Linked DNA regions of Mus musculus: region 2 is linked to region 1. The links are chromatin contacts, called in public promoter capture Hi-C maps. All regions are on one chromosome and are shown on one strand. Each heading gives the region's core, a stretch centred on a gene start, on an enhancer-like site or on the middle of the called end of the contact. The rest is flanking DNA. Distances are from core to core; before and after follow the strand shown. Region 1 holds the start of BC037032 (cDNA Sequence BC037032). Region 2 overlaps C7 (complement component 7).

Region 1 (3,669 bases), core at 17-2,516:
ATGTCTCATGAGGGTCAGTCAGCACGCTGCTGGGTTTCAGAGGAAACTAAGGGCAAAACCAGACTTGAAGAGAGTTGTGGGTGTTGGGGTTGAGAAATGTTGGAAAGGTGAGCTGTCTAGATCTGGAAGGAGATCTTTATCAGTGACCCTTTGTACCTGTACTCATTCCAGAGGGCGATTTGGAAAAGTAACACGTTCAGTAAGAGACCCTCCAGGCCCTTGGCAACCCGAAACCCTGGTTGATGCCAAGCCTTGCGCGAGGGGAAGGCAGGCTCTAGCGCCCCCTCCAGCCTGAGTGCAGCGCCCGCCGCTGCGGGTGTGCCCGCAGATGAGCTGGAGCCCAGCACCTCCGGCCCCGGCACAACCCGCGGGGCTCGTCCTAGCTGTGCAGCCTTTCCATTCCTAGCCGTGAGCCCCTCCCTGTCTCGCTTCTTGACAAGCCAGCAGGCAGCAAGGGGCGGCACCGCTCTGAGGTCCCGAGGACGTCACTGACGCGCGGTCGAGCCTCCAGCCCGCCCTACCGCTCGCCTTGCCTTCTCTCTTCTTAGCCGGTGACGCCGCCGCGGCCCCGGGCAACCAGCACTCGCACGCACTCCCGCGCGCGCCACCGTCTCCCGCACCCGGGGCCGAAGATGGCGGCTCTCAAACTCCTGTCCTCTGGGCTTCGGCTCGGCGCCTCAGCCCGCAGCTCGCGGGGCGCCCTGCATAAGGTAAATTGAAGGTGCAGGGGGGCAAGAGGAAGGCCACGCGCGGACGAGCTGCGAGCGGCGCGCGCGTTCTTTGCCCTGCCCATCTCCACCGCCTCTGGTCGGGGATCTGGCATCTGCAGCGCCGTGCCCGGGGGTTGGGGGTGGGGGCTTGGAGACGCTCGGGTTTCAGGGTAGCCCCGCCGCCGCTTGTCTGTCTGTCTGTCTGTCTGTCTGTCTTTGCTTCTCCATCCACTTCCCCGCTGTGCTTGCAGCGGTGGAGAAGCGGTCGAGGCTCTGTGTACCAAAGCCACGCAGCAACGCCTTAGAGACAGACTGTCGGCGTCCAGGGACTCGCGTCCCCATCTCCCGCCACTCCTACAGACTCCAGGCTCCAGGCCGACGCCCTTGGGAAGGGGGTCCCCGGGGCCGTCGCCCTAGGTAAGGGCCGGTTGGAGGAGAGGAGCGGAGAAGGGCGGCGCGCTGAGGCTTGCGCCCCACCTGAGGGAGCTGCTGGCGCCGGCTGAGGCCCAGAACCCCGGGCCGGGTTAACCGCTGCTGGCTCAAGTTCACCGCCAAGTGGGCGGATGCTGTGCGCTGCGGAGGCGGACTGCCGCTCCCCATCCTCCCCTTCCCTATATGGCGGTAGAAAGGGGAACCCGGACTGGAGCTCTTGTCACGGGGCGATTTAGCCTGCCAAGCGTTTGGAAGCAGAAGGAGGGCTGGCGGCGCTCCGCTGCAGTTTGCAAACGCCTCGGTCCTTTATTTTGAATTCCTCTCCGTCCCCTCCGGGTTAGAGACTTGCAATGTTCAAAGACCGTAAAAAAACAAAAATCAAAAACAAAAACAAAAAAACCCAAACACCTTGACCCACAGAATGGTATCCTGAGTCGCCCTCCTAGCAGACTAGCTGGTGGTGGATATTTTTGCTTATACATTGTAGAGGGTCTAGCCTCTAAGCACACATTCGGGTTGGATTTGAGTATGGGACCAAGGAACTGAGTGCTGGAGGAGGGTGGGGAGGAGGGTGGATTCACCTTGGAGTGTTCAGTTTGCTCAGGAGCCTCTTCCCGAACCTGCAAAGTTTTCTTTGAAGAGGTTTCAAATTGCAGTCCTGAACTTAAGAAGAGTGCATCACGCAGGGCATTTACTTGCACTGTGTGCTCTTGAACTCCTTCCCCTGTTGCTCATTTCCTTGCCTTCAATCTCTGAGTGTTGAGAATCTAAAGATGTCATCACAGGACTCCCTCGTGTGCTAGGGAATGGTTCAGAACTGAGTCATTGCGTTGTTAAATTCCTCAAAGGAGGCATTTGGGTAATTGCATGCAAATTTGGATGCACTTAACCACCAGCCAACCTGCTGCAAGTGATGGAGCAGATGCAAAAAACCAGGACACAGGGATGTCCTTGGGCCAAGGTCAAAAACTTTCTTTTGACAGTGCATGTTTGTCTAAGTTTAAATTATTCACCTCTAGTCTACCCCACTTTCAATATAATCATTAAACCATTTCTCAAGCCAGCAAACCTCTAGGTGGATGAGCTGTAATTATGGGTTAGTAAAAAGTTCATGGCCCAGTTCAAAGTTAGGCTTCTCAGGAATGAGGAAAGAAGGTGCAGCTCCTGCTCTCTGGGGTGTTCTGCCCGCTTATGCATTGGTTGGCCTTACTGGCTGCTTGCTTAGCGCGTAAGTCATCCGCCTCTGCTGAATTGTAATACCCCTGTGCTGAATTGTAATACCCCTGTGCTGAATTGTAATACCCCTGTGTTCGTTTCACTGGGACCACGGTATACCTCAGTCCTTTGCCTCCCTCAACACTGCAGACTGCTCTGCCAAGAATACTCATTTTAGTACACACCTGAGAGAACCTGGTGGATACCTTCAGTAACCTTGAATACTTTCTGGCTAAATGTAGCCAACAGGTAAACTGAGATAGATATTTAAAAAATGCTTTTATGCTTTTGTTTTGGGAGACAGGATCTTGCTATGGGGGCCAGGAAGGCCTGGCACCCATGATTCTTTTGCTTCAGCCTACAGAATTCTGAAATTAAAGGTGTGTACTTATTTACCATGCTTAAAAAAAATCTTCCTTCCCTCCCTCCTTCCTACTTCCCTCCACCCTTCCTTCTTTCCCTTCCTCTGTCCTTCTCCCTCCCTCTCTCCATCTCTCTTTCCTTATTTTCCTTCATCCTTGCTTCTTTCCCTGCCTCCCTTTCTCCTTCCTTCTCTCCCTCCCATTCATGGTGAACAAGTTCCTTGTCTGGAGCTATAGCATGACCTGGAATTACCTGGAAGCTTTTCAATCTGGTGCTGTGTCACCCTAAGGTTTCTAGCTGGGTAGGTTCTAAGTGGATTGATTCATGTTGAACATTGGCTGATTCCTCTTGGCAGAGATGCTTCCTCCTGGCAAGCTTGCATGCTATTCACCTGAATAGTGCTGCCTTTTCCTCCTAACTGGGTTTCTTTCCTCTTTCCATGACAGCTCTTCCTGATTTTGTTTATCAAACTTCCATACTACAAAAAACAAAACAAAACAAAAACAAAAACAAACAAAAAACAAAAAACAAAAAAACCCAAAAAACAAAACCAAAAAGAGCCAGGGGTGGTGGCACACGCCTTTAATCCCAGCACTGGGAGGCAGAGGCAGGCGGATTTCTGAGTTCGAGGCCAGCCTGGTCTACAAAGTGAGTTCCAGGACAGCCAGGGCTATACAGAGAAACCCTGTCTCGAAAAACAAAACAAAACAAAACAAAACAAAACAAAACAAACTTCCATACTAATATAGGCTATATCAACCTTTCTGTGTCATGATTTCTTTAACAGTCGTGAGGTGACATTTAGACACCACTTGGGTGTATAGTTCTCTATCACTCTATTATTGAGGTAATACTTATATTTACAAACAGAAGAAAAACAAAGTGTTTGAGGTCAGTGATATGGATAAAGCTGCCGCACAAAGACTTATAACTCAAGTTCAATTTCTAG
Region 2 (3,774 bases), core at 51-2,550, 1.0 Mb after region 1:
TTTAGTTTCTGTGTTCATTAAAAACCTTCTTAGGTGTATAGCCAGGAGTAGCTTCCAGCTGCTGTGGTCCTTTGTTAAGACTAACAAAATACTCAGTTTCAAGAGCTCTCTCAGGGCAACATTCAGGATAGTTGGATTTTCTTATTTTTCTCCTATTAGCTTTGGCCGAAGAGAGGGTGGGGACAGGGCATCATCCCAAGTGTCACATAAAGGAGTAGCAGAAACTAAATACTTCAAAGAGATGTCTTTTATCCACTCATGGTCAGCTTCTTAAAAATAAAACAAATAGATGAACACAAGAGTATGGTTGCTTCCTACTCACTGGAGATTCTAAAAGCTGAACTATACAAATTAATTCCTAAACTCTTGGCCCAACTTACTTGACCTCTCTGTTAATATCTATGGTTCCTAATGATAGGAATTGGAAGCAAGACAGCCCTCCTTTGTATGCAGTTTGGTTGGGGATTACAAGCCTAAAGAAAATAAGATTTCTACATGCCCTGATGGAACAGGTCAAGAGTCAGCTCCAAGAGTGTTAAGGATTGACAATGAACTCTTCCTAAGCGTTGAGCTCAGGAACTAAAACCAGAAAACCCTGATGCATCAATAATCTATCCATGTGTTGATGCATATGAAGGCTGCTTTCATATTTTGGTATTGTAAAGGCTAAGTATATAGCACAACAGTAGAGCCTATGAGTCAGTGACTAGTGAAACCAGAAAGGTTATCAATAAATTGTTCATTTGATTATCCTTAAGAAATATTGTCTGATCTTGACAATAAATTCTGGAGAACATAAGGAAAAAAGAACCCTGCTCATTACTGGTGGGAATGTAGACTGGTATAGTCACAATTGAAGTCAAGATTCTACCACTCCTGGTACTCCTATATTGTAACCTCCCCCAAGTCTGGAGCAGGCTGAGCCAGACCTTGACCTTGCTGCCACTAAGGAGATTACCTAGGGTGGAGCCTTCCTCCCTAGATCACTCTATTGTTCAGCCACTGCCACTGTTCTTCAAGATACTGCTACCTGCTGGGAGGTCACTGAGCTATTCCATAGACTACACCCTATCCTGCACGTCATCACCTGCAGCTGGTTCCAAGCTCCAAGGATGAATTGGTGGGAATGGGCCTCCCCCCTACCCCCTTTATAAGCGCATTTGCCATTAAACATTTGAGCTTTGATCAGGAAACTTGACTTAGCTCCATTTTTCTCTTGTCTGCCTAGTTTCCCTCTCTTTCAGCTCCGGCCTGCCTCTCAGGTGTACCCTATCCATGTGTGCCATTGGCGGCTCGCAACAATCTGGCGCCCTGACCGTGACCTGAGGAAGGTCAGGAAGACACTGAAGGAACGCTGTTTTGTGTGGAGCTCCAGGGGAAGAAAAAGAATCAGGAAATTCGTATTGGGGCAAGGTGAAGCAACAGGTAAAGTGTTGCTGGAGGTGCGGAAAAATACGGGCTAAGATTGGAATCAGTGCTAACCCAACGCTGGATTCACTTAGGTCAGCAGCGAGTTATCGGAAACTAGGAACTGATCAGGCGGTTGTCCGCAGTTTTCAAAAACCTGCTTTAGGCAAGAGGAAAAAGGGTTTAAATTAAACAATCAGGCGGATGTCCGCAGTCAGGAGCTGCATCAGGCGGCAGAAACAGGGTTTGTAATAATAAAATAATATAGAGGAAAATGGATTTTGAAACTCTCCCACAGGCAGAGAAAATTTTCGGGGGACACACTGCCTTTTTCTCTCCGGCCCTTACAGCAGAAATTCGCTGCCCTCTTTGTGTTGTCTAACGCCTAGTCTAATGTCTGGTGCACCGGTCTGTTCACATGTTCAATTCATGTGGGTTCATATCTAATTGTCTGAATGACTGAATGTTCTGTGTTTCATGTTGGAAAATAAAGATGGCTAAAACTTTATCTGATGGCTCAGCAAGAGAGTGGCCACACACTTTAGCCAGGATCAGGCACAGCAGGGGAGCCACTGCTGGAAACAAGGTGCTTTTTTAATCTTATAATTATAGCTAGAAATTTTTGAAATTCTTTGATTGGTCTAAATTTATTAGACTCGTGTAGCCTCTTCATTTGGCTTTTTAATGGTCTTAGAGGTGTAATATGCTCTGCGTATCTTCATCACAAGAGTATTAGCTTATAAGTTATTGGGTATGATCAAATAAGTGTAACACTGGTTACTAGAAAGTTAGCTTTAAATTGGTAACCCAGGTTTGGAGTCTTTCAAACACGTGGCATAATGCAGGCCAAAAAAACTAGGCCTCCTAAGGATACTACTAGTTGAGATAATTTTTAATGTGATTCTTATCCTAGAAAGTAGAATTAAAGATAAGATTTAAAGCAATGCCTCTTTAATGAAGCACTGTCATGCAGTCATAGGTATAAACTGGCAGCCAAACGTTGCAACATGATAGTGAAGTTTTGATGTTTATTCTAAGGTGATAAATTGTTTTGAAATTGGGTTTTGCTTTCCCAAGATTGTAGTTATGGTCTAATAGCGCAAAAGAAACTTAAAAATTCTGAAATCTGGCCTCACAACAAGAGGAACTAAGCTCAGAGCAGCCTGTGCAGGGTCTGTGTGACTTTCTTTTGTCTTGCAAAAGGTACCTAAGGAAGCTCTCAAAACTTGCCTCTCCTTGCCTTCAGGGAATATTCCTTTTACCTAAAAGAGCACTGTTGCAGATCTAGCCAGATGTTGTTTTAAATAAAGCTTGAATTCAAAGTTTATAAAATGTCAATTAGACTGTAGAATTTATCAGGACATTGCGATTTGACTTGCCTACTTCATGTAAAGTTATTATAGATTTAAGAGTTTGTTTTTCCCTTTGCATCCAGAAAATTGTAAAGAGCTTGCTTCTAGTGATCTTGTAATCACTGGAAAATTTTGCCTCTATGTATAGCTCATATAGCCTTACCTCATGTAAGAAAAATTCTTAGCACATCTGCTTCAATACAAGAAGCTAAGAGTTTGACTCTTTCAGTGTATATTGTTTCCTAAGTGAAAAGTATTTTATTAGCTAATACTTTTAAGGGGAAGTTTACTTTAAAACCTTGCTCTCACACAAGGAGCTTTTAAGTTCTGGGGAGTAGCTGTTGTTCCAGAAATTATTCAGAGGCAATATCTTTTTAATACTTAGGGTTTTAGTTATACTATAATATTGTGGTATAGAAAATCTAGAACAAAAAATTGATTTGCTTCAAAATTTTATTTTCAAAAGCTTCCAGGAGATGTTAATTGACTAAGACCTCACCTTAAGCTCACCACAGGAGAACTTAAGCTTTTGTTAGGTGCTATTAAATGAGACACAAATTAATTGGCAAAGAACAAAAGGCTTTGTAGAAAATAAAGCTTTTATAATTGTTATCAATTATAATCAATGGTAATTAAATATTAGCTGTGCCCACAGCAATTCTTTGGCATGAGAAAACATTATGGTAAAATCATTTTTCCTCACCTCCCAGCCGACCGTTGGCCCACATGGAGCCGGCCGGCTGCTGGCTTCTGCGCGGCGGGGCCTTGGGGTATGCAGCTTTCCCTGAGCGGTGCAGGCATGGCAAGCCACCAGAAAGTAGGCGCCTTTGTAGCGAACTCAGGGGAGGGCCGCGCTCACCATTGCCCCCATGAGCATCTGCCTGTCCCTGCCAGGGGTAGCTGTGTTCACACACACACACACACACCCCAGGACTCGGGGTGCTCTGGCTTTCTGGCCTACAACAGATTGGGCCGCTTCAGCTTCTTCAGCCTGGGAGAAGGGCCGGAGGTGGGT

What was found. Promoter capture Hi-C pulls out the DNA fragments that hold promoters and counts their contacts.
Region 2: a promoter capture Hi-C map of embryonic stem cells shows a contact between it and region 1, with 5 times the contacts expected there. The contact joins the enhancer-like site here to the promoter of BC037032 in region 1. A contact is called at or near these places in 6 of 39 promoter capture datasets (cranial neural crest, embryonic stem cells, hippocampal neurons and 2 more) and 2 of 115 datasets of contacts at active chromatin or transcription factors (both in embryonic stem cells).

The regions. Positions count from the first base shown.
Region 1 is chr15:4,026,140-4,029,808 of GRCm38.p6, forward strand. It overlaps BC037032 (cDNA Sequence BC037032), which reads right to left and starts at 1,267. Exons shown (of 2, transcript NR_028266.1): 1 at 1-1,267. Oxct1 (3-oxoacid CoA transferase 1) reads left to right here and starts at 289. Exons shown (of 17, transcript NM_024188.6): 1 at 289-710. The coding sequence starts at 633.
Region 2 is chr15:5,022,726-5,026,499 of GRCm38.p6, forward strand. All of the region lies in intron 8 of C7 (complement component 7), which reads right to left. Among named protein-coding and RNA genes, the nearest start is that of Gm25652, 11 kb to the right of the region's middle. Within about 2 kb of position 1,301, at least 11 of the 459 cell types and tissues checked have an H3K27ac peak or open chromatin away from gene starts, as enhancers often do. A contact at or near this core is called in embryonic stem cells, where this site is marked.